3 separate regions of the Sus scrofa genome follow, and all the other regions are linked to region 2. A link is a contact called in public Hi-C and promoter capture Hi-C data. All regions are on one chromosome and are shown on one strand. The core of a region is the stretch at or near the end of the contact, and the rest is flanking DNA. Distances in the headings are between cores, read along the strand shown.

What was found. Promoter capture Hi-C pulls out the DNA fragments that hold promoters and counts their contacts. A called contact is a pair of places that touch in the nucleus more often than the background predicts.
Region 1: a contact with region 2 is called in a promoter capture Hi-C map of fetal liver, with 2.9 times the contacts expected there. The contact joins the promoter of LOC106506035 here to the promoter of LOC102160869 in region 2. A contact is called at or near these places in 1 of 5 promoter capture datasets (fetal liver), 1 of 47 Hi-C or Micro-C datasets (embryonic fibroblasts) and 1 of 2 datasets of contacts at active chromatin or transcription factors (alveolar macrophages).
Region 3: a Hi-C map of heart right ventricle shows a contact between it and region 2, with 2.3 times the contacts expected there. The contact joins the enhancer-like site here to the promoter of LOC102160869 in region 2. A contact is called at or near these places in 1 of 5 promoter capture datasets (liver), 1 of 47 Hi-C or Micro-C datasets (heart right ventricle) and 1 of 2 datasets of contacts at active chromatin or transcription factors (alveolar macrophages).

The regions. Positions count from the first base shown.
Region 1 is chr14:76,534,634-76,537,696 of Sscrofa11.1, forward strand. LOC106506035 (undifferentiated embryonic cell transcription factor 1-like) reads right to left here and starts at 1,696. Exons shown (of 7, transcript XM_013983327.1): 1 at 1,651-1,696; 2 at 1,444-1,504; 3 at 782-817; 4 at 1-221. The coding sequence starts at 1,696. It overlaps CAMK2G (calcium/calmodulin dependent protein kinase II gamma), which reads right to left. Exons shown (of 21, transcript NM_214193.1): 21 at 2,248-2,471. NDST2 (bifunctional heparan sulfate N-deacetylase/N-sulfotransferase 2) reads right to left here and starts at 62. Exons shown (of 16, transcript XM_005671114.3): 1 at 1-62.
Region 2 is chr14:76,698,573-76,701,573 of Sscrofa11.1, forward strand. LOC102160869 (atherin-like) reads right to left here and starts at 1,575. Exons shown (of 3, transcript XM_013983354.2): 1 at 1,212-1,575. The coding sequence starts at 1,551. It overlaps VCL (vinculin), which reads left to right and starts at 1,715. Exons shown (of 21, transcript NM_213934.1): 1 at 1,715-1,882. The coding sequence starts at 1,715.
Region 3 is chr14:76,567,285-76,570,647 of Sscrofa11.1, forward strand. CAMK2G (calcium/calmodulin dependent protein kinase II gamma) reads right to left here. Exons shown (of 21, transcript NM_214193.1): 6 at 1,360-1,432; 7 at 1,112-1,214; 8 at 598-681; 9 at 68-162. Among named protein-coding and RNA genes, the nearest start is that of CAMK2G, 24 kb to the right of the region's middle. Within about 2 kb of position 1,282, at least 24 of the 83 cell types and tissues checked have an H3K27ac peak or open chromatin away from gene starts, as enhancers often do. A contact at or near this core is called in alveolar macrophages and liver, where this site is marked.

The sequences.
Region 1 (3,063 bases), core at 446-2,945, 160 kb before region 2:
GCCGCCTTAGATACAGCAGGCTCTGCGCGCCGCCGGCAGAGGCACCCCCCTCCTCCCTGCGCGGTGGCACAGTCTGGCGAGCGTCGGGCGCCGCGTCTCTGGGTGCAGGGGCGGGCCGAGGGTGCGGGTTCTTCCACTCCGCCCGGCTGAGGGGGGGAGCCGGGCCGGCCCACTGAGGGACGGGGCGGGGGGGCGGGGTCGGTCCTGGATGCCGGCGGGGCCTGGGGGCGGGGCGAGACCCGGAGCTCAGTCCCTAAGGGCCCAAGTTCTTCCCTCCACCCCAAACTCGCTTCAGCGGCTGGGGGGACTGATTGGAGGCTGATGAATTTATGAGGAAGATTAATTCTTAAATGGGCACAAAAGGAGTGGGAGAAAGTACATCTCTCCACCTGAAACCTTGTAACCCAGGCTGCTAAAATCTAAGCCTCTGGCCTTAAGCCTCCAACAGCAGTAACACCATGGACTGTTTAAAGGTTATTTTATTAAATATCTTCAGTTCAAGGTTTCATTGTAACAAAGCTATGAAGGGTCTACCAACATTCAGAACAAACACTATTTTTAAATTATTTCTATGTCGTCATGCAAAAATTCTGCATCAAATGCCTTCCATTTCCTGTTTAAAAGGTGTTTTTTTTTTTTAATAGTCTATTGTCTATAGATGCTGACATTAGCCCCAGAAGAGGAGTAAGAATGCTTAAGAAGTGGGGCTGGAGCAGCCATATGAAGCTATGGGTCTTAATGAACTCTAAGACCATTTGTCTTCAAGCCAGCAAAACCAAACCCTGTGGTGAAGGTGTCTGCGTGCTGGTACTGCAGGCTGCAGGGCAGTAAGGGGCCCAGGGGCTGGGGCATGCAGGAGGTGCTCCGAGGAGCCTGGCTAAATCCAAGCACCAGCACCTATAAGTCTGCTCTCTTCTCAGCTGGCTCCAAGGTAAACCTGTAGCTTTGCCTCTTCCCCCAGCTCCTGTGCTTCCTTAAGGCAGTCCGGGGAGCTAGGGTCTACCCATCTTTTCCCCCAATAGTGCAGACAGGTCTGCACAGTTGTTTTGGGGGGAACCAAGGCCATGACCAATTGCTCCTCCATTATCTTCTCTGCTGTCTGCTTAAAGCATAAATTTTTCCCTCCTGGAATGGAACTCCTTGAGCACAGAGAGGGACAATGAATGTAGGAGCCTTGGCTCTGGACATCTCTTTTGGGTACATGCAGGTGAGGGTGGGGGTGATGCCCATGCAGACTGTCCAGCAATAAGTCTGTACTTCAGGTGGTCAGTAAAGAGACGCCTCTTTAAAGAGGACACCTCCTCTTCTTGCCAGAGTAGTCAGGTCAATCTCAAAGACAGGAAAAGAGATGGGCGTGCAGGACGGGAAGAGTAAGGAGGGAGGCACCCCTGAGGGCAGCCTGAATGCATAGAAACAACCATCAACTCAATCCCACTGCCTTACTCCTCCCATCCCACTTGGCAGAGGGCCCAGGCCCAGATGAGGGTCGGCACAGGGACCACCACTGTGAAAAGGCAAGACAAAGATGGTCCGAATCAGCACAGAAACAGAACTGCCAAGGGCAGCAGCGGGAGCCGAGACCAAGGCCTGGCTCTCTCCTTGCTAAGTTATAAGAAAACAAACACGAAGCAAAGCGGCAACCCCTCCCACTTCCCAGCTGCAAGGATTGGGCCTCTATATCAGGGCCCACGTGCATTGTGCATCCTATAGAAATGGATGAGTAAGTGAGTGCATGTCAGACTAACACGAGGTTTCTCATCAGCTTCGTAGCGGACACACTTCTGCAGCACCAATTCTCTTCCCTTCTACACTACATGGTACAGTACAGCAACGTCCGGGCCACTGCTTCTCAGTCCTGAGGCCACTGCTTTTCAGCTGCCTCCACAGCAGGCTGGGAGCTCTGAGTTCTCTCCCAAGTAGGTCTGATGGCCACGATGTTCTTCTCATCAGCCTCATTCTAGGTGCGTATACAAATTCTGAAGAAGTCCATTCCTAGACCTGGGGCGGGCAGGCCACCTCAGGGGCTGCAATCACATCACAGCCCCCAAAGCTCTGTCAGTCTTTGCCTGGCCCCCCGAGTCCATGGAGGCCAGAGGTTGAGCTCACCTCTTCAGGGCTGGTGGGTGAGCCCAGTGCTTGTGCCAGGATGGGCATCACACAAACTCCTGCCTTCTTGCTAGTCCAAGGGCTATCGGTGGTTTTAAAACGCATCATGGTATGGATCCCATTTTTTTTTAAAACAATCTTTTTTTTTTTTTTTTTTTTCCTTAAATGTAAAAAACACCTCGGTACAGCAGAGACAGACACGAAGGGCGGGCGGGAGGGCTGCATGCAGGGGCGTGCATTGGCTGCTGCCGCTTTGTAATTTAATTGTTTTAAACCTCAAACGAACAGAACTGCCACTGTCGCTCAGGCCCTCCAGAGCCACTGGCTGCGAAGGTTTGACCTCCGGCTGGGATCTCCTTATGCCCCTGTCAAGACGTGGTAACAGAACAGAGGACAATACAGACACAGATGAGTTCCCAAGACTTAAACACACGCCACACCTGGCTAAGTCTGCCTGAGAACCTGAGAAGGTGGAGAATGGGGGAGAGGCTAGTATTTACTTTCTTTCCTTTTTTTTTTGCCACACCTGTGGCCAGGGATTGAACCTACACCACAGCAATGACCTGAGCCGTAACCAACTGAGCCACCAGGGAACTCTGAAAGCTGGTATTTAAACATAACATTGTCTCATGATTGCTGTATCTTATTTAATTCTCACAGCAATGAAGGAGGGGGGCACCACTCCTTCCCTCTTTTGACACCCGAGGAAAGTGAGGCTTAGGAAGTAATCTGTCTGAGGTCACTGCATTTGGAGGCATGGGGTCAGACCCAAGTGTGTTTGATTTCAGAGTATAACTTATTATCCACCCCCCCCCACACACACACACACACTCTGTCCACAGCCTTTGCTACTTTTCTGGGATGGCCCATATATCCTCCCCAGGTGCTTCCTCTCACCCTCTTCTTCCTTCCCTGCCCCCACTTGTCCCAGCGCCCTGTGCCCCCCAACCAGGTGCA
Region 2 (3,001 bases), core at 325-2,824:
CTACATTTTTACTTTGCACTGGTTCCGCAAATCGAGTTGGTGGTTCTATATGCAATCTTAGAAATTACAAAATGCCAAATTCTAAGTTTCCTAGAACTTAGAAAATAACAACTAAATGTTAAATTAAGATAGAGAGAGAAAGCAATCCATTGTCTATGAGGACATTGAAAGCAATAAAGAAAAAGTGGAGGTATTAGAAGGAAAAGTGCAGGATTTGGTAACTCACACAGCAGAACCAAGGATGTATATTAACTGAGAAAACAAAACAAAACAACCAAAACAACAACAACAAAAATAACTGCTAAAGTTGCACAGGGCAAGACACAGTTTAGTCTCTTGTAAAACATAGGCCCTTGAGAAATACGTTCATTTGACTTGCACATCTTCTGCTTGGAGGTATTAGTGAAAGTGTTTTGTCTTAGAATGGAGAAGCTTAGGCAAAAGAAATTTTGAGGTGAGGAAGACATTTAAAAGATGTCTTCTACAAAGCACACTGAGAGGATTAGGCAATTTGGTCTTATCAAAATGTAAAATGTACATTTCTGCATTTTTACTCATTTTTAGTCCTAGATAAATATACATACACACAATACATAGGCAAGTACTGTGATGTTCAAGCAGAATTGTTGTTGTTGTTGTTTTGGCCCTGCTGTGGCATGTGGAACTTCCTAGGTCAGGGATCAACCTGGGCCAGAGCTGTTACCAGAGCCATAGCAGTAACAACGGTGGGTCTTTAACCTGTTGAGCCACAGGGGAATTCCCAGAATTGTCTTTTAATAGCAAAAAACAGAATCCAACTTAAATGTCCATTACTAGGAAATTATTCAATTCCATACAATGGAATACCATGCAGTCATTAAAAAGAATGAGGTAGACCTAGACCTACATTTACCAACAGTGAGATGATCAGGGTATTCCAAGGGGGAAAAATATCAAGTTCCAGGAAAATGTTTAATCTTACTTACTTAGAAAAAAATATACGTGCACAACAAAGTGAGCAGACAAAGGTCTCGAAGCTTGCGCACCAAACTGTTAACAGTGAGTATTCTGAGGACACAGAGGGTGGAGTGTGTGTGAATGAATGGGATGCTCCTGTTTCTCTATGCACTTCTGTTTTTTGACTATATTACAGAGAGGAAATGGAAAGAGTATTTTCAGGGCATCGTTTCAAGGGAAAAGTTGGGCAGCAGGCAGGGAGAACTATAGCTCACCAGTCTTGTCAGATTCCAGCGCCGCGGGAGGTAAGGAGAACCCGCCCAGCTGAGGTGATTCTGCAGAGGGGCGGCGCTCCGCAGAGACGAGGCGGGAGGCCGCCCCGGGGGGCGGGGCCCCGACTCCAGCCTCACGTTCCGTTCCCACCATGCCCTTATAAGGAGCGCCCGGCGTTAGGGCTCGGGAATCCGGTCGCAATCCCTTAGGCGCAGCCCCAATCCCAGGCCCCTCCCTTGGGAATGGGGGCGGGGCGGGGTCTTGGCGGCGCGGTTGTGGGGGCGGGGCATATCTAAGCAGGACCAATAGGAATGGTGGCTCCGATCTGAACGGCGCTGCCATTGGGCGCGGCGACGCGAGGGGGTGGGGCGCCCGCGAGGCTGGTTACGCCGAGGGAAGCCCGGACTCCGTAGTCGCTGCTCGGAGTCCCTCTCTTCGCGGGTTCCCCTCTCTGCCGTTCTCAGTTCTCTGTAGCCCGCGGTTCGCCGCCCCGCTAGCCGCCGCGATGCCGGTGTTTCATACGCGCACGATCGAGAGCATCCTGGAGCCGGTGGCGCAGCAGATCTCGCACCTGGTGATCATGCACGAGGAAGGCGAGGTGGACGGCAAAGCCATCCCTGACCTCACCGCGCCTGTGGCCGCCGTGCAGGCGGCGGTCAGCAACCTCGTCCGGGTGAGCGCGCCAGGCCTGGGATGGGGAACGGGGGCGGGAGACGTCCCAGGGGTCCCGGCCCGCCTCGCGGCTCCCCTGTGCTGCCTGCGGCTTTGCGCGTGGGCTCTGGAGCCAGACCGCCTCCGGTTTGAATCCTGACTCCCCCGCGCTGTGACCTTGAGCAAGACCCCGAGTCTCTCTGAGCTTCAGTTTTGTCATCTATGAAATGGGGGCAGTCGTAATAATGCCTGCCTTGCGGGTTTGTTGTGAAGATTCCGCGAGGTTTTTGTAAAGTGCCTAGCGCGGTGTTATGATCTATAGTAAGCGCTCAATAAATGATAGGTGTTAGGAGTCTGATAGCCCCTTTCTCTCAGTAGTCTGTCGCCCCACCGGTTGACACTCTTGCTCACAGCTCCTTTTTAGGCCTCCCGAGCCTCTGGGCTGGCGGGCTTCTCCACCGATTCTCTGCCTTTCCTTCCAGAGATTATTAGAGCCACGTTGTTCTCCTTCCTGATACTTGCCCCTCGCCTTAAAACCTGCCTCACCCACCACCCCTCCCCAGAGCTCCCCGCGTCCGGCGCTTTTGTCCACTTGTCTTACTGGCCACTCGTCTCCGTCTCCTCCCTCCCTGGGCATTCTACTTCTGCTCACACCTCTGGCCCTCACAAACGCCGGGTTATGTCTTTATGCAGAAATTCATAACCCTTTCCCCCTTTCGCTTAACCCTGCTGCCTTTCATTCCCCGTCCCCTCCCGCTCCCGTGGAGATTTCCACCTGGTTTTACCTGCTGTCAAACGGCGTCCTCCCACGGGAGCCTTTCCAGATCGGGGGCCCTTCTTGTCGGCCCCTCCTCCTGACAGGAAGCAAGATGGAGCTGCTGGGAGAGGCCTTTGGAATCTGGGATCTGCGGCCCCTGCCGGAGAAAAGGCCGGGGCGTCTCCTCCCAGATCCACAACTTTCCTAGGTGGCTAAGTGGCCCTGCAAGACCCCTGTAGCCCGCAGCTGTGACTAATAACTGAGGTGATTCCTGGAGGAGGCGGAGCCCACTTCTGAAATGGAAGAAGAGGTGCTGTGTGACCAGTCTCCTAACACTCCGATGGCTAATATCACACTTTTCTTTCCCACCCTGGGTGGGTGACT
Region 3 (3,363 bases), core at 32-2,531, 130 kb before region 2:
AAAGTCCCCTGACACTCCCTGTACCCTATGGACAGAGTCAGAGGAGCGGGAACAAACTGGTCCTTACGTCATAGGCTCCAGCCTTGATCTGTTGATACAGCTTATGCTGATCCTCATCCCAAAAGGGAGGGTAGCCCACCAGGAGGATATACAGGATGACCCCTATAAGACAGAACACAGGTCACTGCGGTCGATCACCAGCTTTGCTGAGGAACTAAAAAAAGCCACACAGGGCTCAGAGCCACCCAGAAAGTCAAGGGCCATACCAGAGGGAGAAGTGGATGCCAGTCAATAATGCTGGGCCACCAGCACCCCCTGCTATGTACTTCATTCCCCATGTCACAAAGCCACATTAGGGATTTCTTTAGGCACAACCCACCCTCTCAGGCACGGGCAAATCCCTCTTCAAGAAGAATGCAACACCATCTAGGAAGCACTTGGGAAGGAGGGTATCCCGGGGCACTAGAGCAAACACCGTAGTTTCACATCCACCAGACACTCCTGGGACCCGCAAGGAAGAGCAATGCCTCTTTCTTGCCATCGCTGGAAGACGAGGGCTCTTAACACCAAAAAGCTGAGCATGTGGAATGGGCTTACCGCAGGCCCAGATATCCACAGGTTTTCCATAGGGATCTTTCCTCAAGACCTCAGGGGACAAGTAACCTGGGGTGCCAGCAAAACCTGTAGCGGAAGAGAGAGCGGAGGCACACTGAACCCACTTTCTCTCTCATTAAATCCACGTCAGTGATTTCCCCCAAGTCCTTTCTCACTTCTGCTGCTTTTGCTACATAAGCTCTCGGTCTGTGGGTAGCAGGAGATGACAGGCCGGGCTTCTTGCAGTGCCCAGAATCTAAATCAGAGGGCAAGTCTCCGTGTGTCTACCAGCAACTCCCATCCTCCCCAGAGGCAGCAAGAACGCAGTGCTGACAGCAGCTAGATTCACTGTACTGAGTCACGTAGGGCCAGGGGGGGCTCTGCACCCTCCCCTCCTCCAGTCTCTGGGGAGGCCAGGACCATTAAGGGTCTGGCTTCTAGTTCTCAAAGAGGAAGGCAGATCAGGAAGAGGAGGAAGGGCGGGGGCCGCATTCCAGGAAGACAGGGTCACTCTTACCAAACCAAGCCTGTTGCTCTCCCTGTACTTCGATGGCTAGGCCAAAATCAGCTAGCTTGACGGCGGCACCCTTGCATTTACTCGCCAGCAGCAGGTTCTCAGGCTGTATAAGGAAGAGAGAGAACCCTGTGAGGCACCCACGCCGCAGCCCATAGGGAGCCTAATTTGGGCCCCGGCAATACTACCGCCTGGCACCAGGTGGCGCCAAGGCTTCACAAGCAAGAGGCAAAAGGGAACCTGGGTCGTACCTTCAGGTCCCGGTGGACGATGTCATGCTGGTGGATGTGGTTAACACTCTCCAGAATCTGATGTATACAGTGGCTGGAAAAGAAGAGGAAAGGACAGTGCAAGGTGAAACCATCCTTGACCACATGCTGTGGACCAAAGCACTGAACTCTAGGTCACAGATTCACAGAGAATCACTGAATGAGAAACTAGAACCTTGGACTTTGGATACCATCTGTTCAAACTATTTTACAGAAGAAGAAACCAAGGCCCAAGCTGATTAAGTGGTTTGTCCAGGGTCTCCTACTAGATAATAGCAGTGGATAGCCTAGAAGAGGGTTCAGCATGCCTCCTTAGAATGTAAAGGCCCAACATATCATTTGTTTCCAAGAAACTGGGGGACACCTCAGGCTACTGAGAAAGAGACCATCCAACCCCTTCCTTCTTTCTCTTTGACCTTCTCTGTTCTTAGAGAAGAGGCCTGTGGTAGCACCTTAGGAAGGACAGTCCAACTAAGCCTAATTGTTTTGGGGGTGGGTATAAAAATCATTTATTTAAGCATTTATCAGGTACCTATAGGCTTTGTGCTGGGGACATCAGCTATAAAAATGACCCAGTGTCTGGCCTAAAGCTTACCATCCAGCAGGGGAGATAAAATGAGGACACAGGTCCTATCAATAGTCAATGTACTTAAGGGGGTTCCAACAGGCACCTGAGGAACATTTCTGATAACAATTTTGCAAACAAAAGGATAAATTAACCTAAAGTCACATTTAGCTGCTGATTCTTCCTTTTTTTTTTTTTTTTGGTCTTTTTAGGGCTACGCCCACAGCATATGGAAGTTTCCAGGCTAGGGGTCAAATTGGAGCTGTAGCTGCCGGCCTATGCCAAAGCCACAGCCACGCAGGATCCGGGCTGCATCTGCAACCTACACCACAGCTCACGGCAATGCCAGATCCTTAACCCACTGAGCGAGGCCAGGGAGCGAACCTGCATCCTCATGGATGCTAGTCAGATTCATTTCCACTGAGCCACAACGGGAACTCCCTAGCTGCTGATTCTTCAATCAGGCTGTCCACCTTCCAAACCATCCTGTCACACTTGCAGGCAAACTCCTGGAGGGGTGTGCTGGCAGTCTAGAATACTAGTGAGAACTAGGGGACAATTCTGGCCCCCAGGGCAATTCGGGTAATGCCTGGAGACACTGCTGGTTATCACTACTGAGAGGAAGGGTGCAACCGGTATCAAGCAGGTAGAGGCCAGGGATGCTTCTAAACCTACAATGCACAGGTGGGACACTCACAACAAAAATTTATCTGGCCCCAAGTGTAAGTAGTGCTGAGACTGAGGAGCCTCGGCCTGAGGAACAGAGCCGGTTCTACCAAGTGTGTGGAGTGGGTGCTGGGCTGGTGACCTGGACTTATTACTCCTTCTCTCTAAAATCTGATGCTAGGGCTTCCACAAGAGCCAAGAGGTCTTGCTGGGCTCCTAAAGGCTGAGGTTTGGGCCTCTCTATAGGACATGGCCCAGGAACAGGGCAAAGAGACTTTAAGACTGAGCTGAAGAGGCGAGTCTCCACAGAAATGTATAATTAGAACAGAGCCAAGCTAGCAGGGAGAGCCTTCTGGCCAAAAATGGCAAAAGTGCGAACTGTCCCAGCAGAGCCAGGCCAAGCCCACTGGTACAGTCACCCGCCCCGGCTCTCCCTCCTCCCCGCCAGGCTCCCTGCACTATCACCGCCTCTTCCCGCCCCAGAGCCTGGTCCTCCCCTGCTGGCACTGGAATTCATCTCCCACTTGAGAATTTTTCCCGAGGCTGAAGCATCTGAAGTTGATCAGCAAACATTGGCCTCTCAGGGTTGAGAAATCTGTGAGGAAGCTGTGCTCCCCCACCCTGCGAGCAGCCAGAGCTGCCACATCTGCCTGAGAAGCTGCAGGCAGGAGAGACCAAGATCAGGTTGTAAGGACATCACCCTTGGAGAAAACTCGGGCCCGGGGGAGGAGCCGAGGAGGGAAAGGCAGCCCAAA